Linked DNA regions of Mus musculus: all the other regions are linked to region 2. Evidence: chromatin contacts called from public HiChIP or PLAC-seq and promoter capture Hi-C data. All regions are on one chromosome and are shown on one strand. The core of a region is the stretch at or near the end of the contact, and the rest is flanking DNA. Distances in the headings are between cores, read along the strand shown.

The links. Promoter capture Hi-C pulls out the DNA fragments that hold promoters and counts their contacts. HiChIP or PLAC-seq counts read pairs in DNA pulled down with a chosen protein or histone mark. Capture Hi-C pulls out chosen DNA fragments and counts their contacts.
Region 1: a contact with region 2 is called in a promoter capture Hi-C map of pancreatic islet. The contact joins the promoter of Tagln2 here to the promoter of Cd244a in region 2. A contact is called at or near these places in 1 of 39 promoter capture datasets (embryonic stem cells) and 1 of 9 other capture datasets (pancreatic islet).
Region 3: a contact with region 2 is called in an H3K27ac HiChIP or PLAC-seq map of large pre-B cells, with 2.3 times the contacts expected there. The contact joins the promoter of Igsf8 here to the promoter of Cd244a in region 2. A contact is called at or near these places in 6 of 39 promoter capture datasets (the 3T3-L1 cell line, the HPC-7 cell line, cranial neural crest and 1 more) and 2 of 115 datasets of contacts at active chromatin or transcription factors (large pre-B cells and stem cell-derived neural progenitor cells).
Region 4: a promoter capture Hi-C map of liver shows a contact between it and region 2, with 2.4 times the contacts expected there. The contact joins the promoter of Pigm here to the promoter of Cd244a in region 2. A contact is called at or near these places in 2 of 39 promoter capture datasets (both in liver) and 2 of 115 datasets of contacts at active chromatin or transcription factors (bone marrow-derived macrophages and large pre-B cells).
Region 5: a contact with region 2 is called in a promoter capture Hi-C map of the HPC-7 cell line, with 4 times the contacts expected there. The contact joins the promoter of Kcnj9 here to the promoter of Cd244a in region 2. A contact is called at or near these places in 16 of 39 promoter capture datasets (the 3T3-L1 cell line, 3T3-L1-derived adipocytes, the HPC-7 cell line and 10 more), 1 of 484 Hi-C or Micro-C datasets (the G1E-ER4 cell line) and 2 of 115 datasets of contacts at active chromatin or transcription factors (double positive thymocytes and stem cell-derived neural progenitor cells).
Region 6: a contact with region 2 is called in a promoter capture Hi-C map of pre-B cells, with 2.5 times the contacts expected there. The contact joins the promoter of Atf6 here to the promoter of Cd244a in region 2. A contact is called at or near these places in 3 of 39 promoter capture datasets (liver and pre-B cells) and 1 of 9 other capture datasets (adipose tissue).
Region 7: a promoter capture Hi-C map of liver shows a contact between it and region 2, with 2.5 times the contacts expected there. The contact joins the promoter of Dusp12 here to the promoter of Cd244a in region 2. A contact is called at or near these places in 3 of 39 promoter capture datasets (hippocampal neurons, liver and pre-B cells) and 2 of 484 Hi-C or Micro-C datasets (B cells and natural killer cells).

What each region holds. Positions count from the first base shown.
Region 1 is chr1:172,498,704-172,501,788 of GRCm38.p6, reverse strand. It overlaps Tagln2 (transgelin 2), which reads right to left and starts at 1,543. Exons shown (of 5, transcript NM_178598.2): 1 at 1,457-1,543. It overlaps Igsf9 (immunoglobulin superfamily, member 9), which reads right to left. Exons shown (of 21, transcript NM_001145800.1): 21 at 2,912-3,085.
Region 2 is chr1:171,557,786-171,560,763 of GRCm38.p6, reverse strand. Cd244a (CD244 molecule A) reads right to left here and starts at 1,571. Exons shown (of 9, transcript NM_018729.2): 1 at 1,379-1,571. The coding sequence starts at 1,439. Gm35200 (a long non-coding RNA gene) reads left to right here. Exons shown (of 5, transcript XR_373705.3): 3 at 2,319-2,978.
Region 3 is chr1:172,311,037-172,314,052 of GRCm38.p6, reverse strand. Igsf8 (immunoglobulin superfamily, member 8) reads right to left here and starts at 1,686. Exons shown (of 7, transcript NM_080419.2): 1 at 1,460-1,686. The coding sequence starts at 1,517.
Region 4 is chr1:172,374,817-172,377,811 of GRCm38.p6, reverse strand. Pigm (phosphatidylinositol glycan anchor biosynthesis, class M) reads right to left here and starts at 1,281. Exons shown (of 1, transcript NM_026234.4): 1 at 1-1,281. The coding sequence starts at 1,113.
Region 5 is chr1:172,327,749-172,330,959 of GRCm38.p6, reverse strand. Kcnj9 (potassium inwardly-rectifying channel, subfamily J, member 9) reads left to right here and starts at 1,638. Exons shown (of 4, transcript NM_008429.3): 1 at 1,638-1,825; 2 at 2,862-2,962.
Region 6 is chr1:170,866,229-170,869,214 of GRCm38.p6, reverse strand. Atf6 (activating transcription factor 6) reads left to right here and starts at 1,444. Exons shown (of 16, transcript NM_001081304.1): 1 at 1,444-1,565. The coding sequence starts at 1,514. It overlaps Gm9929 (a long non-coding RNA gene), which reads right to left and starts at 1,385. Exons shown (of 2, transcript XR_003948181.1): 1 at 1,301-1,385; 2 at 1-634.
Region 7 is chr1:170,883,617-170,886,935 of GRCm38.p6, reverse strand. Dusp12 (dual specificity phosphatase 12) reads left to right here and starts at 1,396. Exons shown (of 6, transcript NM_023173.2): 1 at 1,396-1,869. The coding sequence starts at 1,529.

The DNA.
Region 1 (3,085 bases), core at 294-2,793, 940 kb before region 2:
AAAAGCGATCCCAGCAATTCTCAGGGTATAGCCAGACTGGGGAAGCAGGGAACGGGGAAGGGGCAGCTCTGGAGGACCTGGAGGGCATATGCAGTTTGTGGGTAGAGAATCAAAGAAGACATACCCTGGGTAGGAAAGACTTTTTTTTTTTTTTTTTTTTTTTTTTTTTTGCTTAAAAAGCCCACACCTGGCAATCTCGAAGGACAAAGCCATGGGGTGAACACTGACTAGGGGCCAATCCCCTGGGGACCAGCATAGACACCAAGGGTGTGCAAGGGGATCGCAAGGACAAAGATTATTTGCGGCTTTGGAACGTTAACACCTTGCTCACCCCTCCTTACCTTGGCCCAAAGCCTGAGGTGTACCCTGAGCTACAGGGAAGAGAAAATGGGAGAAGCTTAGAGATGAGCTATCCCTGACTACTGCTCTAGGGAACAAGGAGACCCGTCCAGCCACTGGTCTCCTACACCGCACCTCCACTTGCCATCACCGCTGCTTTTGCTCCACAGATACCACGTATCCCAGAACCTCTCGGATAGGAACACAGGTAGGCCTGCAGAGCCCAAAAAGGAGGTAATCTACTTCCGGTCCAGCCCCTTCGGCCGTCCCCCCCACCCCCACGGCCACACCCTGCCTGGGCCGTTAATGTGGATGAGTCACCCACCGCCCTCCCGCCACTGGGGTGACGCAGGTCTGGGCAGCCCGCCCGCCCGCCCGCGGCCACCACCGGCTTTCCCAGCAGCAGGGGGCACGGGAGGGGGCAGCGGGTCTCAGGCTAGGGTAAGAGAGTTTGGATAGCAGCCAACCCCTACAGACAGGGCACATCCGAGTGCAGTCAGGGCTGCAGCCCGGAGATGTCCGAGGTCAAAGGCGCTCCAGGAGAAGAAGGGGGTTTCACAGAAGACCAGGCTACTGTGCAAATAACTCCCGGAGACCTGTGACCCCGAGTACCCGGACAAACGAACTAGCAGGAGGGGGGCAAAAGGGCGGTCTCGGGGTCACAGAAGGCAGGCAGTACCCACACGTGCTCCTGGACCAGGAAGTGAAAGGGGCGCGCGGTAAATTCATGGACCGGAGCGCGCGCCAGAACCTAGTTCTTGCGGCCACTCAGCAGCCTGCGGACGTCCGACGCCCTCCTTCCTTCTCCCCCCAAAGAGAACTCAACGCTGGAGCAAACGGCTGGGGCTTGGGACCAGACCTCTTGGGTCGGGACGGACGCCCCGTCTTGTGCACCCGTAAAACTTGCCTTGCTTAACTGCTGAACAATGCAGAGAAGGCTTGGGAACCGGACCTGACAGCACGGGGCGGGGCACCCAGTTGGGACCCCAGCGTCCGCCAGTCTTCAACCCCCACGCTCCCAGAAGCAAGTCTCAAGTGTTGGCTTCTTGCTTTCTACAGACCACACACATAATCCCCAACTCCCACCCCGCTGCCTTGGTCCCTCAGTCCTGCTCACCGTCCAAGAGGGCTGGATGAGAGCGCACGCACGACAGGGGCTGCAGCGGCGAGTGGAGCTCAAGACCCGGCCGGGCTTGGAGTTTTCTGGGGGGTCCCGCCTCAGACGGGGCGGACCAGGGGCGGGGCAAGGGCCAAGAGGGTTTAAAGGCGCCGCCGCGTGGAATGCTGGAGCGCTTAAGATAGGTGGTCAGTAGGCAGGAATGAGCCGTAAAGGACCTGCGGAGTCCTTGGCGCCGCTGCAAAAGGTCTCCGCCCAGGGGATCCTCAACCTGCATTCACCAGCCATAGACTTGTATCCTAATAGGAAACTTTCTGCCTAGACTAGCTAGCTCAGGATCGCAGGCCTGTTTCTATGAGAAGCCTACTATTACAAAAAGGCCGGCCTTTTGTAAATTCAGGTCCAGGAAGCGCCTTCCTACAGGATAGAGTAAGGAGTAATAGGTCTGGTGCTTACAGGCTGGGACAGCACCCCCACGTGGTTCTGCTTGCCATTTAACTTCAAGCCCGGGCAAAAAAAAAAAAAGAACAGTGAGGTCACTCCTTGCCCGGGGCCTTGAGGGTGTGGTAGGGCTTGGGACCTGGGATTCAGACCCAGTTCTCTCTCTCCCTTCCATCTCCCATTTAATAAATTGACATTTCTTCTTAGATCTTGGAGGGTTGGAGGCGGGGGCTTAGTGGAGGAAGTTGGCAGGCACTTTTCTACCCCTTAAGAGTGAAGAGCAATAGTTGAGGGGTGTCCAGAACACCTACTTTTTCAGGCTGTAGTTAGCGGAGTTCCCCATTTAAAACCCACCAGTGTTTTTCTTTCTTCACGTTATGGAGTCCCCCGTTGAGCCTGATATTTAAAAGAACAGCAGCCAGTTCCACCCTGACCTTTGACTTCTCTATTCCCCAAAGTCCCGCTCAGACCCACAGAATGTCAAGTTTCAGTCCCCTGTGCCTTTAGGGTGTTCCTCTGCCCGAAAGTGGGTTTCCTTCACTGCCCCGTCACCTGCTCTGCCTGTTACCTGCTTGTGTGGCTTCTGGTCAATTACAAAAGCACCTTTGGCTTTAGTTGCCGTGCCCAGTCTACAAAATAAACTCCGGGCGGTGGACGGGACATGGAAAGAACTCTGAGCAGTCTCCTGTGAGTGTCCCAGGAATCCCCACATGTTTTAAGTATTTACTAAATATTGACTCAAACTGAACTCTTTGTGCCAATGTGATAACCAGCTTACAGCTTTATCACAGTGCGTAGTTGGCCTCAGTGACTAGCGAGAACTCCCCAAGGACAAAGGCATTATCCCAGTGATTTCTCTATTTTCTCATGGCTTCTGGCCTAACAGCAGATCTCTACTAGGCACTCAACAACTTTTTTCTTGAATGACTGTTGAATGTGTCCCATTCAGAACCCTCTCTGTACATATCCAGGGACTTCCTCATCTCTCTTAAACACAAAGAGAGGTGACAGAGAAACGGTTTCCAGACATTTATTATTCACCTGTTTTTTAAAAAAAAGAAACCTGCACCCACACCATAAACACCACTTTCGAACGCGCGCTTGCGCGCGCGCACGCACACACACACACACACACACACACACACACACACACACACACACACACACACATTCCTGTTCAGCTCCCAG
Region 2 (2,978 bases), core at 322-2,821:
ATCAAGCCATGGCTTTGGCCTTTTGCTTTGTGGGCTCTACATCATTGCAATTTCATTTCCTGTTCACAGGCACACAGAACAAAATGCCAGTTGCCTTGTGACAACTTGAAATCCCATGTACTAGATGGCTCAAACATTCCTGAAACAGTTTGACAACACCCACTAAGAATATAGACACTTAGACCCCATGATGTGACCTTGAAGGTGTATTGCTGTGTGACAGAAAGGCTCATGGCACTACTGTAAAACCATTTTAAAGATCAGGTGCTCACCCTCAAGAGAGTGAGCAGAGGATGGTGTAAGCCTGGGATGGAGTTGTCTTATCTCACCCAGATGCATGGCATGCAGGGACTGGAAACTCCCATCAAAGAGATAAGATACATAGACAAACGTCATAGAAGTGTCAAGTAAAAGAAGTCAGGAACCCATACCATGGGATGCCACGTACATCCAGGCAAAACTAATCTGTGAGATTTGGAGTGAGAATATTGCTTATGTTTATGGGAAAGACAGTAGACAATGAGTGGACATAAACGCACGATTGTCCCAAAGTCATCAGAAAAGTGACTCACTGACACGTACACTGATATGCAGATATCACACTTTAGTAAGAAAGGTTTGTCATCATCATCTGGCTGCCCCTGGGGTGACTTCTACTGAACCAGAGTCTCTTTGAGTCCTGAGCCAAAATCTCTTCCTCAGGAAGAGATTCCTCCATTCATGCCTCATTTGAGAGGAGGTAAGGTGACCAGAAGCTGAATGCAAATGAGTTGGGCCTGCTAGAGGGACTCCCGGGGTCCCCTCCAGCACAGTGACAACTAGAAAACAGTCCCTGAGAAATGCAAGGCTCAACCCAACCCACCCAAAGTGGAGCAGTCTCTGTGCTGACTCGTGAGACCCTGCCTGTCCTACCTTCTTTTCTCTACCTTACCTCACCCAGACCCAAAGCATCCAGGGACTCCTCACAACTCCCAGACCATCCTTTTCTTCAGAATGGACACGAATTCTGTGGGGAAGGTGACAATGACAAGGTGGTGTTTGTGTGAAACTGTGTCGGAATGAAGGAAAAAGCTATGGCTGGTGATGAATCCACTCCCAGAGCGAGAAAAGGGAAAGCTAATGCACACATTGCTCCAGAGAAGGCTTGTACACACATCGCTCCAGTTTTCCACAGTTTTCATACAGACTAAACTCCACCCACTTTACAATAGCCCTAAGGACCTGGACCACCTTCTCTAACCTCTCCTCTGGCTTTCTGTGTTCCAGGTGACTATCGAAATGGCATAATCAGAGGCTCTAACTTCTGATCTCCCTCACACACTCAGGCACCCATGGGTGTATGCCAGGCCCCATCCCACACCAACACAAAAATCCTTACCTTGGCCCTGATGAGCCCTGAGGAGCAGAAAGGTTGTGAACAGGACAGCTTGCCCCAACATCACCACAGGACAGAGCAGACTACGGGGGCCCTGTCTTCTCCAGGTGCTCAGATGTCAATAGGCTCGCAGCTAACTGTCAGCAGGACACAGCAGAACTACCTCACTGCCTGTCCAGCCACAATTTCCTCAACTGAAGGCTGTTCACTTCTGCTGTGCACTGACAAGGCTACCGAGAAAGCCTCAGTCCCTCCACGTGGGTTCCCACAAGCTAAGATGCCTCCAGTGGGTGGGTACTCAGAGTGCACAGTGACTCACAAAAAACCAGTTGCAAAATCCCAGCCCTTGGTCCTCCTCAGCCTGGTGCTGAATTCTTAGTGGCTCCCACAGGGTGGGAAAGAAAACCAACAGTCATTATTCCAGGCTGCCCCAAACCAGCATACACCGTGGAAGCAGAAGTCTGAAGGAACTTAGGGGTAGGGTGGCCTGAGAAGAAGAACCCTGAGTAAGTAGGTACTAACGTGGAAGAGGAAGAGCATATGGGGTGATTAAGGAAGAGACATAACATTTAGACTTGCTGGGAAAAATCTCATGAGCCCAGGAAGTCTGATCTCAAATGTTCAACATATGCAAACTGTGTTCCTCCTTTCACCCCTCCACAACCAAAGGATGTGAAACGCTTTGTGGTGCTCACCCCCTTCCGTGGCTGGATTCATCCTGTAGAAGAGCAGGCAGCAGAGATCCTTTGAACTCCAAGGAGGGGTGGAGTCAGTGGTACCCACCCCACCCCACCCCGAACCCCACTCCCTCAGGACCCTTTACTTCAAGGCCATATCCAGAAGCCAGGCCTCTTGCTCTTTTCCTCTTCTTTTCCCCTTAGCAACAAACACGTGTGGTTCTCCCAAGCCCATCCTCTCATTCCATTCTTTGATCTGTTTCTAGCCCGACCAACACTGAGCAAGAGCGGCCTTTATAGGACAGGTGGCTGCCAGTGGTGGCAAGCAACGGATGCTCTGGACCAGACAGACAGTCAATTTGGAGTCAAAGACCTGGACTTGAACTCCAGCTCATCAACTTGCAACCTGTGTAGTGCTGACCAAATTGCTTTCTGAGTCCTCACAGTCAACAGCAGTTGGGTAAGCGAGATGGCTCAGTGGGTTAAGGTGCTCATCATCAGGCCTGCCAGCCGGAGCATAATCGCCAGAATCCTCCTGATGAAGAGGGAGGATGGACTCCACCCCTGACTTCCACACATGCCCAAGTGAACACACACACACACACACACACACACACACACACACACACACACACACACACACAAACACAAATCTATGATCTTCCCCCTGAAGGTAAGCAATACATGGAAATGGAAACTTGGCTTCCCTTCAAGATAGTTTTCAGCACCAAATTAATAGCTATCCTTGAGAGCTTGAATAGAAAGCTCTGGAATATACTGGTGTGAAAATGCCATAATAAGTGCTGGAGAGATGGCTTAAGAGCACTGACTGCTCTTCTGAAGTTCCTGAGTTCAGTTCCCAGCAACCACATAGTGGCTCACAACCATCTGTTATTGTATCTGATTACCCTCTTCTGCTGTGTCTG
Region 3 (3,016 bases), core at 437-2,936, 750 kb before region 2:
GATGCTTGGAGATCCCCATGGGAAAGTTGTCCCCACAGCCTCAGAACATAGGCTGCTACAAGGTTCTCAATGGCTGGGCTGCCTCCTTTCTAACAGCCAAAGGTCTGCTTTGGAGTCAGTTCTGAGTTCAAATCCACCCCCCACCCTCACTGGATACACAGTGGTATTTCACATCATCTGTGAAGTGAATGCCAGTGCTGGCTGCAGTGGGCTAAGATGACATTCAGCTCCTCTCCCGCCCCTGAATAACACTCACTCCTCCCAACCACCCCTGGGCTCATCCCTGCTCGGGTTAAGCCCAAAGGAAAAGAAGCAATCGCTAGGCAACCAAGCCCCACAGCTCCTTCAACTCCCTACATCACTCTGCCTCCCGCCTTGTTCCCAAAGGAGTTTTCATCCTGGCCCCAAGAAGCCCAAGGAACCATTCTGTACAACACTGCGCAGTTCTGGTATAAACCAGAGAAGGAGGTTGGGGTGCCCCACTATAGTATCTTCTCCATATGCATAACACACACACACACACACACACACACACACACACACACACACGTTCCTTTCAAGGGCTTCAGTCTCCTGGCAACTGCTCCATGCCATATCTTTCCCAGAACACCTCCTACAGGGAGCCCTCCAAGTCAGACCCCAAACATGGTAATGTTAGCAACCTCCACAGGCCTCAACACACACACACTCACACTCACACACACACACCAGACATGACGCAAGGTTGGCCCAGAAAACACACCATCATAAACACCCACCAGGACAGACACTGGGTGCTTAGAGATCCCAGGTTCAGTTTCCATGGAGCCTGGTTTCTCCTGAGGCAGGGATGTTGGGACCAACTGAGTCTGACAACCAGGCAAATATCTGGGAGCGTGGAAGAAGGGCAAAGAGGGAACTGGCCCAGGGTGGAGACACGTGAGGGAAGAAGCCTCAGATGGTGACATGTTATATTGGGAGGTGGGGGTGTTGGGGAGACTTTTTTCAGAGATCGTGGTCAGAATCAGCCCCTGGGCCTCCAGCCAACTCTAGGCAATTATGAAGACCGCCAGGCACTGCCCACGCAGAGCAAACACCCAAAACCAGGCCTTGAGCCGAGAGTGGGGCAGAAGGTTGTCACGGTATTTGGTAGCAACGACCCCAGACGCTGGGTGTAACCGATGAGAAGTGGTGCCTGCCTCCGGAGGCCCGATGGTGTCTCAGGGGATACCTCAGTAGGTCGCCCATATGCCCCAGCTAGGAACCTAGAGCGAGGACACCACCACCCTCCCCATAACTGATTGGGCAGACAGGCGCAAAAGGAAGCGAGACGCCGAGCCCAGAGACAGTGGAGGCACGTCTGTTGGAGAAGTAGGGATGCAACCAGCTCTGAAATGCTAGGAAGGTGGGCTGGTGGGCTGCACGGTGTTAGGCACCTACCCGGCCGGGACAGGGACGCGGCGACCACCACCTGGCTTACCAAGTATTAGCAGCAGCAGCAGGAGCGAACTCAGCGGCGTGGGGCTAGGGACGCCCATTCTGCGTAGGCGGCTCTGAGGAGACTCCTGGGGGCGGCGTGGGCTCTGGGGGGCCAGGGCCGCGGGGGGCGCATGCCCAGGTGGGGGGCAGAAAGCGGAGCAGTGAAGCGTGGGTGCGCAGAGCCCAGCCGAGCGGGAGCCGCCAACTCCCCGCCCTCCACCCTTCTTCCCCTCCTCCCGCCGCTCTTCCCGCCCTCCGCAGCTCGGGAGACCAGTCCCAGCCGCGCCCCGCTGCCCGGCCCCGCCCCCGCCTCGCCCCGCCCCAGGCCGTCGCCTGGGCCAGACTTCGACCCTGATGGTGGCTCCGCCTCTGGCCTCAGGCTGGGCGAACTGGCGGCACCTGGGCTCCTCTACCCCCATTTCCTCGCTCAGAGGGCACCCCGCCCTGCACCTGCCAGCCTTCCAGGGAGAATGGGGTGCTTGCAGGGCCTCTGGGGATGCATGATGGGGTGACTGTGGTTACGCACTCAGAATCCAATTGGGTGATGTGGGCCACTGAGTCTTGGCAGCAAACCCTGCTGATTTATGTAGGCATGGCCTGACCCACGGTTTCCTGGACGTGAAGCGGACCCAAAGGGGCTTCAGAGTCCTGGAAGATCGCTGGAAATCTGTTCTAATACCCGGTCAGAATGCAAAGCGAAAGGGAAGTGGGTTAGCGGTCCAGACTTCCTAGCTGGAAGATCCTTGTTCAGCTCAATGCTTTCAAGCTCACTTCCCCCCCCCCCCCCGCCACGTACGGAACAGAGATTGTAAACACTCGAGGAGTTACGGCGATTATTAGCTGAGATCATGCACATACGTTTCATGCACACGGTAACTATGGGGGTGTTTTGTTTTTGCGTTAAACTGCTTTCTACCAATTGGAGTCTCCAACGAGAGGACGTAACACACCTCTTTGCTGGGGAAGGTGGAGCTAGCCTGGAGGTAGGAAAAAGGAAGAGAAACCTCTTCCCAAAGCCATGTCTCCAACTGTGAAAAAGGCGGAGAGTAGGGTGGGGCCAGGATGGGAAGAAGGGGCGGCTCAGCCTGCAAAACCAGGGCGCGGAAGTGCCCATTAGGGGGAAGTGGCCTAGAACACGTCTAGATCTTCACCTCCATTCCCTACTTGTCCCCTTCACCCCTGCTCCCTCGCTTACTGCTTCCTATTGAGAAAACTGAGGCACAGACAGGAAAAGAGATCCGGGCCAGCGGTGACTTCCTCTTCTCAGAAGTCGTATTCGTGGGGCTGCCAGTGGAAGCCACATTCAGCAACCACAGAGAAACACTGATAGGGAATCTATAGGGAAGTCAGAACTCCAACCCTGGTCGCCCAAGACTGCCTAGCAAGAGGCTAAGGGACCTGCTCCTTGTCACCTGGATATATCCCAAGCCTGGTTTCTTCACACTGTTTCTCTAGAAGCCATGTTGAGCCATGTGAAAACTGCAAGCTACCGGGAGACTTTGGGAGAAAGCATTCTCCCTTTAGCTGGAGGTTGAGTGGATTGAATGACTTTCTGGTA
Region 4 (2,995 bases), core at 32-2,531, 820 kb before region 2:
CCATAAGGCCTGTCCTATGAACCAGAACAGTAAGAGGACTACGGCTCTTTTCCAAGGCATCCTCACCAGTGGCATCACCAGAGGCAGAAGGCAGAGATACCAAAGAAAGTACTGAGAGGTGCAGACTTTGTTAAAAGTCACAAAAATGGACGTATGAAGGAAACAGCAGAAGACAAGGTCTCTGTAGTAGGCGAAAGATGCGGCTGACAGCAAGATGAACTGTGGCAGGAACGCCGCAATCCCCAGAGTAAAACTCCACTTGCTCTCGGCAGTCAAATACAGCATATAGAAGTACGGAGAGAAATTATGGCGGATATCCCTCCTAGTTAGGTGATAAAAGTAGGTGTGCTCCAAAAACTCCCAACCGTACTTATAGTAAAAACCGAAGCTCAGGGCAACAAACGTGAGCCCTGCAACTGCTACGAAAAGCAGCACTGCCCAGCTACACAGCCTCCTCAGGAAGTCGTACAAACGAGCCTGGAAAGAGAACCGGGCTTGCCGGAGACGCTCGTCATCGTCGCGCTCGGGCCGCAGATGGAGCGCTATGGGGAGGATGTAGGTCACCGGGTACATCTTCATGTGCACCGCGAAGCCATAGAACACCGCGGCGCACGCGATGAGCCGTTTCTCTATGAAGTACAGGGTCGAGAGAACCAGGGAGGCGACGATGGAGTCCGCGTTGCCCCGGCTGGACACCGCCATGGGCAAAGGGTTGAGAAGCCAGAAGACGCAGTAGCCACAGGCTTGGCGGCGCCCCAGCCCCTTGAGCAGCAGCAGGCGGTACAGGAGGAAGGCGGTGAGGAGATCGCAGCTGATGAAGAGAAACTTGCCGAAGAGTTCGCTGAGGTAGACGTTGGGGGTGAGGAGCCAGCTCAGGAGCGGGGTGTAGCGGTAGGTCGCCCGCAGGTACGGGGAGCGCCCTTCCGTGACGAAGCGCGCGGCGTCCGTGAACACGTGGTAGTCTATGTCGGTGTACCTCACCAGCAGAGTCCGGTCCTGGAAGACACCGTAGAAAACCAGGGCGACCCGGGCCAGGAAGGCCACGCCGAACACCCCGGCGGGCGGCACCCGAAAGTTCAGGATCCATTCCCCCCAGTGCATGGGGTAGCTCATGGTCCGAGTGCGGGCCACCCGCCCGGCCCGGCCCGGCCCCGGGTCCACACTGCGCCCCTCTCGCTAACCGTCCTCGGGCTGACGCCTCTCAGCCGCCGGGAGCATCTCCTCTGCTACAGCACCGACAGGAAGAACCGAGGAATGATCACTTCCGGCACCCCAAGTCCCGCCCCCACGGTACTTCCGGCCTCCAGCCCCGCGCGGGCTCTCAGCTGTCTCCGCGGAACGATTGCCTTCCTCGGGATTGGCTGTCTAGCGTCCGCAGCTTCCTCCGGCGAAGGCGGGATTTCCGGTCCCTTATTGGCGACGCTTCCGCTGTCCGGAAATCCCGGAGTGGCTGAGATGTCGTGGACCTGGGACCTGGGTGAACTTTGTTTTTAGTAACCAGAGCTTCCGCGTTCCCAGCTCAGATCTACGGAGGAGGACGCTGAACACAGTGAGCTGCTACCTGCTGCTACTTACATCCCGCCCAACTGGCTTGGAGGACTGAGAGTGGGAAATACAGATGGAAAGAATAAGCCTAAAATAAAATAGTCTTTTTACCCTGATAAGAAGGTTCCTCCTACCGAAATACGTCTAGATTGTCTCCCCTGGAGTACTGTCAACTCCGTTCTTTTCAAGAACTCTTCAACTAGGTCAAAATCGGCCGTCAACCCACTCCGTTCACCCTACCACTATTAGTTTCTTGCCAAAGACTCCAACTCTTTCATTCTTTTCCTGATTTCTTACTGCACTTATAATTGACTTTTTAAAACTTCATACTCTTTTTTTTTTTTTTTTCTGGTTTTTCGAGACAGGATTTCTCTGTATAGTCCTGGCTGTCTTGGAACTCACTCTGTAGACCAGGCTGGCCTCGAACTCAGAAATTCGCCTGCCTCTGCCTCCCAAGTGGTGGGATTAAAGGCGTGCGCCACCACGCCGGGCCAAGAACTTCATACTTTATTTTACAATGTTTTCAGTTTCAAGTAAATTGTTCGTGAGAGTAGAAAGTATTTCTTTATTTCTTTGTACTTTCTTGTAATGTATTACAGTCTCAGACGCATGGTAACTGACGCAGACTGCCTTGATCTTACAAACTGAGCCTGCCCCTAGGGAATGTCTTCTAGATTACCATAGAAGTGGCTCCATTCGGCCTAGACATCTCTCATCCTACACTTCACATTTATCCTTTGAGTGAGCCGTATTAACCTCTAGTCATAGTCTGGTATGTCTGTGCTTTGATGTAATTACATGGTGTAGATTAATAACTACCTCTATTGGTTTTTTACTATGCATTGCCCATAATATACTGTGATAACACATTACCATTCAAATAACCTTATAACTAAATTGTAGGGTTCTTGAGAGTAGAAAGTATGTATTTCTTTGTACTTCCTTGCATTACAGTTGCAGGCACATGGTAACTGACACAGACTGTCTGGCTTGATCTTAGAAGTCGAGCCTGTCAAGAGTTATTTGAATGATACTGTGTTATCACAGTATACGTGGCCTAAATTATCATAATTGTTATTTGTTAAGGACTTATTCCCAGTTGTCAGACATACTAACTACTTTTTAATGTAAAGTAGATATCCCTATCTGTATCAATGAGCAAAATCAGGATTTATGGAGAATAAATAAAACATAGCCAACTAGTAGCAGAACTGGAATTGAAAGTAGGCCTGTCTAGCCCAGGATAACAATGATTGTGCGACAAACGTTCAAATAAAACGCTGATATGGAATTCTAATTTCCATTTCTTTTTCTCAATCTCTTCTTTAAGTCTTTCTGATATTCTCTCTCATTGTTATGCTTTATATCCCTGGTTTGATATTTCTCTTCCTTTGTGAGTTATAGGTAAGTGACGCTCAGTCTCCATAAAGAATATAAGAGAGATGTCTGA
Region 5 (3,211 bases), core at 389-2,888, 770 kb before region 2:
AGCTACTATTCTCACTGGAGATGTCTAGAGTAGAGGAAACTGTGTATGCCAGGCAGAAGGCATGTGGAAACTCTTAGTGCCTTCTCTCAGTTTATATGTGTTTGTGTGTATGTATACATCTTTGTGTGTATGTGTGTGCATGTACACGTGCGTACACACAGAAGTCTGAAGTCGATGTTTTCCTATATCACTCTCCACCTTAGTTTTTCAGACAGGGTCCCTCATGAAACCTGGAATTCACCAGTTTGTTGGGGCTAACTGGCCAGTGAGCTCTGGGCATCCTCATGTCTCTGCCTTCTCAGCTGGGATTCCACGTGTTTGCCACCACATCCTGCATTTACACGGGTGCTGAGAACCCAAGCTCAGGTCCTCATCAGTAGGGCAAGCACTTAACTGACTGGGCCATCTTCCCAGGCTCTTCTCTTGCTGTACAATTAAAAGTACTCTTTGAAAAAGTCTTTTAAATATGCATGCCTATATTTCCAGCACCGAGGAAGTGGAGCCAACCTGGGCTAGACAGTAAGACCTGGTCTTGGGGGTGGGGAACACCTAACAAAAACAAAAACAAAAACAAAAACAAAAACAAAAAACACCCAAAAACATTAAATGAAGAGCCAGGGCAGTGACAAGACACGTGACTCCCCAATCTCTGTCCAACTCTGGAATTCAATAGGCTACTTTTTCTGTTTTCCTCATCCATAAATAGAAAAAGGGATAACTGTCTCACAGGATTGTCACAGAAATTAAATGAGATTCTGCTGGATGGATTAGCAGTAGGAGCATGTAGCAGCAGACCTGTGCAACTCTGTGTCTTTCCACTGATGGCATCATAGGCTGCTGCTGGGCAAGGACCTGTTCATTTCATAATCGCCTCTACCTAGCCCAGTATGTGGTGTTTGAGCCCCCTAAGTCTGCTGGGTTGATGGTAAGAGCTAGCCTAGACTTCTCTCTCTCTCTGTTGGACATTTGAGGGTTTTCTCAACTTTTTGCTATGAGCAAAGTACATCTCAAACCTCTTTTATTTACATCACCTAATTTGATCTGCATCCCAGGTGAAGCCAGCAGAAGAGGGCTGTTTGCCCACGCCCACACTCTGAGACAGACAGAATCACTATGGCTCAGAGAAGTGAAGGGACCTCTTCGGGTCACAGGTATATCAGTGGTGGTGATGACGATGGCGGAGCCTCTGGCCCTGCTTCTCTAGCCCCTACCTCTGCAGACCTTTTTCTCTCTGTCTGCTGCCTTCTGCATCAGAGGTCTCTTAAAAAAATTGCAGCCTTGTCACGCTGGGCCTGGTCCTTCTGTCCGCTGTCTGGAGGGCAGCACCTTTGCCCAGTGGTCCCTGCTGGGGATTGTGAACTGCAAACTCCCAGATGGCCTCTGAAATCAAATATTTTATTTCCAATGCCTCTATTTTCCCAGAATGAGGAGCACACCAGTCCCCCCACACACACACTTGCTTTCGTCCCTATAAAGAGGTGAGGAGATGACTCTCCGTGTCCAGGAGGAAGGACTTTGGCTAAAAATAGCTGTGGCGTGTGGATTAGCCAGAGTGGTACCCAGGACTGGGAAAGGGAGGGGGACGCTGTGGAGCTGTAGCCAGACTGGTTGCCATAGAAACGAGAGAGGAGCAGGGGAACCTGGGAAGTGGGGATGACACAGATACCAAGTCCTAGTCTGAGCTGCCGTTACATTCAGGAGAAACAGCAGTGTCGGCGGCTCCCAATCTCAGAGGGAACCTAGGGTACTGGGGGAGATGGTGTCAGGGACATGGACGCCAACCCCCAAGGGTCCCTGCTGCTGGCTACTCTTCTCTCCAGGCTCTGTGAGTTGAGTTGTGGGACTTGGGGTTTGGGCCCCTATTTCTGAGCCAAGAGGGGTTTGGGTGGAGCTGCTCCCAGAGGGACTTCTCCCCGACAGACCCCTTTCCAAAAGATAAGCCCCCTGTACTGGCCAGCGCTCTCTAGAGGGAGGTGGAGTACTCCAAGATAATGTGGTGCTCGGATCTTACTGAAAGGGGTCACAGCATGCCCAAGAACTGTGGTCGGAAGAACTGGAGTTATTTGGAGGGAAGAGGAAGAAATGAAGACGTTGCTCTTCAGGTGGTGGACACCGCACACCTTTCCTGTCCCATGAAGAAGAGAGCTTTTCTCGAGATGGCAATGGCTAGGATGTCATCAGTAGGCTCCCTGGGCAGTCGTGTTCTGGGGATGATCAGACACTGGGAATCCTTCCCCATTCCTGGCCGTAGATGGAGGTCAGATCACCTTAGACCCTACGAAGACTGTCTAGAAGCCCACCTGAAGTTAATACTAGGATGAAAGAGACCTGGGGTCTCGAGGCACTGAAAACTTACAGATGAGGTGCAGAGGACATCCTGGGCTGCAGAGAGGGAAAAACAAGCCTGCTTGCTGTTGGGGGAGGGGAAGATCTTAATCTGCCATTGCCGAAGTGTTCCCAGGTCATGTCTCCTGACTTCCATGGAAAATAAGTGTGTGGGGTTACAAACCATCTTTTTGGGTTTTTTTCCTTGTGCCTTTCTTTAACATACACACACCCTCCAAAGGTCTGCTGGCTACAGAACACTTGGCTCCAAAGTTTAAAAATGGAATGTCGGGTTTGTGGGTATATATTCATGCAGTTTCTCCCTAGGATCTGGTCAAACATCCAAACCATCTGAGATCCTTATGTCACATTTCTGCCCCCACAGGGCCACCTGCTCTCCCCACTTCCCCAGCCTTCCTGCCCCACCCCTCACCCTGAATGGGAGGAGATGGCAAATCCCAGGAAAGAGAAAGGAAGGTTGATGAGTCTTAATCCTTATTCTACAGACTTCTGTTCATATGGTCCATATCTCCTAGGGGACCCTGAAAGCCTAGGAACCGACTCTGGCCATCCATCTCTCCGGGAAGATTATAACCCAGAGTGCTTCTCAGGGGGGAAGAATTTGAAGCAAAACCAGGTGGGTTTTGCTTGGAATCTGGGCTTTGTGTGGAATGTGGGCTTTGGGACATATGGCAGGAGTGGGTGGGGTTGCTGGTAGGGTAGTAAATGCAAATCAGGAAATTGGTAGGGGGGGTCGATGTGGGTGTTTGGTGTTTCGATTGGTCTGATTTCTTATCTCTTAGAAGAATACGAATCTGAGAGATACTAGACTAGCGTAACTCTGGATGGCTTGGCGCCTCCTTCATCCTTGCCGTGGGCAGTTGAC
Region 6 (2,986 bases), core at 195-2,694, 690 kb after region 2:
CTCAACATATATATTTACAAACAGGTTTAAACATGGTAAAAGTAAATATAAAAAATGGACTAAAGGCTGGGCGGTGGTGGTACACGCCTTTAATCTCAGCACTCGGGAGGCAGAGGCAGGCGGATTTCTGAGGCTACAGAGTTCCAGGACAGCCAGGGCTACACAGAGAAATCCTGTCTCGAAAAAAAAATTTTTTTTTTAAAATTTATATATATATAATTCCAACGACGAAAGGAATGTCATTTGTCGTAGGGGGACTTCAGAATCGCGAGTGTGCGTGTGTTCGTGTATGTATGCATGTATGTGCACGCGCGTGCTGCGTATTGCACATGCATGTGTGTATGTATGTGTGTATGTATGTGTGTGTATGTATATATGTATGTATGTGCGCGCGGGCGGTGCATTGCACGTGTGTATGCGGGTGTGGTCCCAGCCGGACTTCACGAATTCTGACCTGGCTTTCCTCTCACCTTGTTGCATTCCGCAATCGCAATCGGTAGTAACCGCAGCCACGAGGAGCTCGGAGGATTCTGGGAAGCATTTATGTTTGTTTGTAACCATGGGAAAAGTTCCTCTCGGTCCTAGAGGGATCCGTGTTCATTCACCGTCTGGGTTTGAATGCAGTCCCTGGCTACTGAAATCGAGTAAAACCGAAAAGTAAACAACACTAAGTAGGTTCTCGAAACTGTTGTTTCAAATTGCTCACATTTTCCAGTTGGAATCCGTGATGCATGATTCTTCTCTAAAAATATTTAGAATTTTGGATTTTAGTAATAAGAGATTGACAGCTTATTGCGAGTTTTAGAAACTCTTCTTTAGGAGGTAAGTGCGGACATGGAGAATTTATCTTATATATTTTCTTTGTTTAAATTTGTTTGAAGGTGGGTTTTCTACAAGTATTATTTGTGAGAAAGTTTACCTCGGATTCTGTCCCAGTAAAGGAGTGGTTCTAACACATGTCGGAAATTTGTATTTTTCTTTATTTACCGTGTACGTGGAAAATTTTTACAGCGATTGAAAAGCATTTATAAATACAGAATCAGGTTTACTGTCAATTTCTAATTTCGTTCTGAGATGTCTATATCGTAGTATTAAGCACAAAGAACAAGCCACTATGATCAGGAGACTTTTCAGTTTTAGTACTATCAGCGAATTTTAACAAAGCGGTAAAATCTGCGTGCTCTTCGCTCAATTTAAAAAAAAAAAGAGAGAGAGGGAGAGAGAAACAAAAAAGAACAACCACAAAACCCCACAGCGGGACAGAAAGTGCTGAAATCCTCGTAGGGAAATATTTACTCACAAGTCTATTGAGTTTGCTTATCTGCTGACGTCTCCTTAGCTTTGGATCCCAGTTCCCGCGTGCGGTGAGATAGTTTGCCTCCGCCCGGCCACCGTCCGTGTCAGCGTTCAGCTTATTTTGTCCTCCGGCCGCCGCCGTTTCAGGTTACTCACCCATCCGAGTTGTGAGGGAGAGGTGTCTGTTTCGGGGAAGCCGGCTTGTGTTGCCGGCGCCATGGAGTCGCCTTTTAGTCCGGTTCTTCCTCATGGACCAGATGAAGACTGGGGTGAGTGGATCTGCGAATGTACCCGAGCTAGGTCGGGCCGCGTCTGCGGGTTTTTTTCTCCTCCCGATTTCCGCCCGGTGGCGGTGACAGGTGTGGACGACCCGTGTCCGGGGAGCGAGGCCACGGGTTGAGGGTCGTAGAAGAGGCTGGCAGAGCCTCTGGGCTTCTGTCCTGGCCGTAGCAATAATGGAATGATGTTCTAATTGAAATTGCTGTAGTTTTTCAGCGTGTGTTCCTGGTGGAAATTCCAGGTGATCGTGAGGGACCAGAACTTAGTAGGATGATGATTGTAGCTGCCCCAAAGGCTCCAAGCTATTTTCTCAGACTGTGGGCGTGTGGCTGGGGAGCGCTGAGTGTGTGTGTGTGTATGTGTGTGTGTGAGTGTGTGTGTGTGTGTGTGTGTGCGCGCGCGCGCACTGAACGTGTACGAGATATGTTGAGAAAACTTGGTTAAAATACAGAAGAAAATCCTTGGCTCCCAGCTTGAACTGTTGGTTTAAGACATAGATCCAAATTGGCAAAGAAGAAACTCTCCCAAGCACCTGACCTCGTGTCCCTGATTACTAGATCTAACACAAACTGATGTAATCCTGACTGCTGTCCAAACACAGCTCTGAAATCTCTTGTTAAGTCTATTTTTAGTGTTCAGGAAGGATGGACCAGAGAATGACAAGGAACAAGCTTTGGCATCCAAATCCTTAGAGAAAGCTGATAGTCCCTTCTCGATTTCAAGACAGAATGTTAACAGGATTATGTGTGTTAATATGTGAATGGAGTTCTGTAGGTGGCTCAATGGATCCTGTAGTGAGACTACATTGTCCTTCAGTTTTGGGGACACTTTTTTTTCATGGACTAACATTCCACTATAACATGAGTGGGCCCTCAACTAGGAAGTGTTGGAATCCTAGTTTAATTTAACAGTGGCAGATGCTCTCTACAATTACAATCTATAAAAGGTTTATTTTAATCTTTGGGCCGATTTTGACAACTTTCTGGAAAAAAAAAACCTTTAAATGTTCATTCTCCAGTTCATTTCCCCAGCTAAATGCTTTTGTTATAGTAACAGCAGTCACTTGTTTAGGACTTTATTTTGCTAAGCACACTACATGTGTTATTTATGTTATGTTCATAACAGTCCAATGAGGTCCCGCCATCCTATAGATGTTGAAACAGAGGTTGACAGAATCTGTTCTCTGAGTCTTAGACGAGTAAGTGATAAAGTAGGATCAGAACCAGGCTTATCTAACTTTGAAGTCTGTGCCTCTGGTTTTTCTACTCTGTAACACTTGCTCCCCCCCCCCCCCCCAAGCCTAGATTCTTCCTAATGCTAATGTTCTTAACAAGTCTACTTAGATATGTTGGGTAGTTACAATTAGAATTAGTTTTCTCAATCATTTGACCATTATGTTTGTGGCATTTCT
Region 7 (3,319 bases), core at 147-2,646, 670 kb after region 2:
AACCTTCACTTTATAACTTATGGATTTAAACCTTCAGTGAACCTGTGGAGCTGAGACAGGTGATCGATGTTTAGCTAGATAATCACTCCTAATGGATATGCATGTAAACATTCTCTGCTGTAAACTTCTATTTCAATTTATGATTTGATTTTTTGTGTGAACTTGTGATGAACTTGTAACATGTGATCATGTATTCTGGAAGACGTATAAGTACCAAGGACAAAGAGACACGAAAGAATCATAGAGAACTAAGATCAATGGAGAGCTAAGATCAATAGAGGAGACTTTTTTGCCTTTCCCCACTTAGACTAGATTCTTTTCCCTTTCCCCACTTAGAGAATTTTTCCCTTTACCCACTCAGGATCTTTCTGCTTTTCCCCTTAGATAGCTTTCATAGGAAACTTTTTACAACTTGGTAATAAACTCTATAATTATTTATCTAAGTGTCTTCTCTTCCTGAGACCGGACTAGCAGGCTGAAAGTTAGAGCCCAGCAGTTCCTGCTGAGATAGACATATCTATCTATCTCTCTTGTGGCTTGAAGAAGAGGTGCTAGTTGCCAGAAACTGTAGTTTCTGGCCTCAGAGGATCACAGAAGGCAGATCAGCTACAACAGCACGGTAACTTAGGCTTAGATAAGTAAACGCTTTATTATACAGCATCCCTAAATATCTCAACAAAGTCCTACCCTCCGCCTAAGCTCTTCCCTCTCTACCCCAAAAGCCTCAAGAAGAACATCCCACTCCAGAGCTGCCCCCATCTCTCCCTCTCCCTCCCTCCCTCACTTCTCTTTCTGCCGCCACCTCCCTCCCATCCCCCAATAAAATTCTTACACGTGGAACTGTTTGGGCCCAGTGTACTGTGTTCAGACTCGAGCCTCTATTTTAACACATCAGTTATCACAGCTAATATCCACATATAAGCTTATACATACCAGATTTGTCTTTCAGGGTCTGGGTTACCTCACTCAGAATGATTTTTTTTTCCCGAGTTTCATCCATTTATCTGCAAATTTTATTTTTTTTTTTTAAAATGGCTGAGTAATACCTTATTGTGTGAATGTACCACATTTTCTTTATTCAGTCTTCTGTTGTACATCTAGGTTGTTTCCAATTTCTGGCTATTATGAGGCATCAATAGGCAACATGGTTGGGCAAATGTCTCAAATGGTAGGAAGAGTGGCTTTGCTGGATCTTGAGATAGATTCCCATTTTCCTGAGGAACCTCCAAGCTGATTTCCATAGTGACTGTACAAGTTTGTGGTCCTACCAGCAACGGATGAATGGAGACTTTATTTTTCTGCCTTGGACTTTAGAAGGTTGGGTGGAAAAGCTGCTCTAAATGGAGCTTATTTAAGCACACAGCCCGAGCACGGCTCACATCACCTTCCCCAGAAGCAGTCATTTTCCCTATTGCCATGGTCCTCCCACGGCGCTGCTGAGCGGCTGGAGCTATTCCGACACAGGAGTCAGTCACTCTAGCCGGTGACTTGGTGGCGGGCAGCGGCTGCCTGGCTTCCTGGCTCTGCCATGTTGGAAGCGCAGGGTTCTAACCATGGCTGCGAGCGCCAGGCTCCGACTGCCAGTCCCGCCAGCTCGGCAGGGCACGCCGTGGAAGTGCGGCCCGGGCTGTATCTGGGTGGGGCAGCGGCAGTGGCGGAACCGGGCCATCTGAGGGAGGCGGGCATCACCGCCGTGCTGACGGTGGACTCTGAACCGGCTTTCCCGGCTGGGGCTGGGTTCGAAGGTCTCCGGAGCCTCTTCGTGCCGGCGCTGGACAAACCCGAGACCGACCTGCTCAGCCACCTGGATCGCTGCGTGGCCTTCATCGGCCAGGCTCGCTCCGAAGGCCGCGCGGTGTTGGTGCACTGGTGAGTGCCACGTGCAGGGGGGCGGTGCCTTGCACCGGGTCTCGCCTCTCTGCAGAGGCGCCCAAAAGTGGAGGTTCCAGGCTGTCAGAGCCAAGACCCTCGTTCCTCATCTTCCCTTGGGGTGTGTGGTTCCAATGAGGGTTCCAAAACCCGCCCTTGGTTAGTGTTTTGTTTGATTTCATCTTGCAGCAACTGTCTGTCTGTCTGTGCATCCATCTATCCGTCCATTCGTCCATCGTTCTATCTGCTTGTCTATATTTTGGGGGTTAGGTTAAAGTTTATCAGATTTGTAAGAGAAGTCAGACACTCAAGCCGGCGAATGTAATACAGGTCAGATGTATTGGGGTGAAAATACGTGATACTTCCTCGCCCTAAAGGCCACTGTGATTAACAAGGGAAAAACATGTGACTTTTTGTTTTTTGAGACTGGGTCTTACTGTATAGATCTGGCAGGCCTGGAACTCGCTATGTAGAGCAGGCTGGCTTCAAAAAGCACAGATGTCCACCTGCTTCTGTCCAGAGGGCTGCACACCTTGAGTGTGAAACCATGCTGGAGGATTTTTAATCAAAGTTATACGTGACGGGCAAGTTTAGAGAAACATTCACGGACCAAAGGAAAACTGTACTGACTGGTTTTGTGAGTCAACTTGATACAGGCTGGAGTTATCACAGAGAAAGGAGCTTCAGTTGGGGAAGTGCCTCCATGAGATCCAGCTGTGGGGCATTTTCTCAATTAGTGATCAAGGTCCCACCCACCTGGGCTGGTAGTCTTGGGTTCTATAAGAAAGCAAGCCAGGGAAAGCAAGCCAGTAAGGAACATCCCTCCATGGCCTCTGCATCAGCTCCTGCTTCCTGACCTGCTTGGGTTCCAGTCCCGACTTCCTTGGTGATGAACAGCAGCATGGAAGTGTAAGCTGAATAAACCCTTTCCTCCCCAACTTGCTTCTTGGTCATGATGTTTGTGCAGGAATAGAAACCCTGACTAAGACAAAAACGGTTCACATTCTTGGAATAATTAAGACTGGACAGTTGTATAGAAAAGTGATTGAGGCTGGGCGGTGGTGGCGCACGCCTTTAATCCCAGCACTGGGGAGGCAGAGGCAGAGGCAGGCGGACTTCTGAGTTCGAGGCCAGCCTGGTCTACAAAGTGAGTTCCAGGACAGCCAGGGCTATACAGAGAAACCCTGCCTCGGAAACAAAAACAAACCAAAAAACCAAAAATGAAATAAAATAAAAAATAAAGAAAGAAAAAAAAAAGAGGTTGGACAAGAGGAGTGTGACATAATGCTTAGCGAATGAGCCAGGAAAGTCAGCCTGACCTGTATTGAGCTGTTTCTTCTGGTGTATAGGCAAAGCCCTTTCTGGAATTATTGTCTTAGGATATATCAGACTAAATAGATCCGAGAATTGATTTGTCTTGCTAGCATGTTAGGCAAACATTCTGTTACTG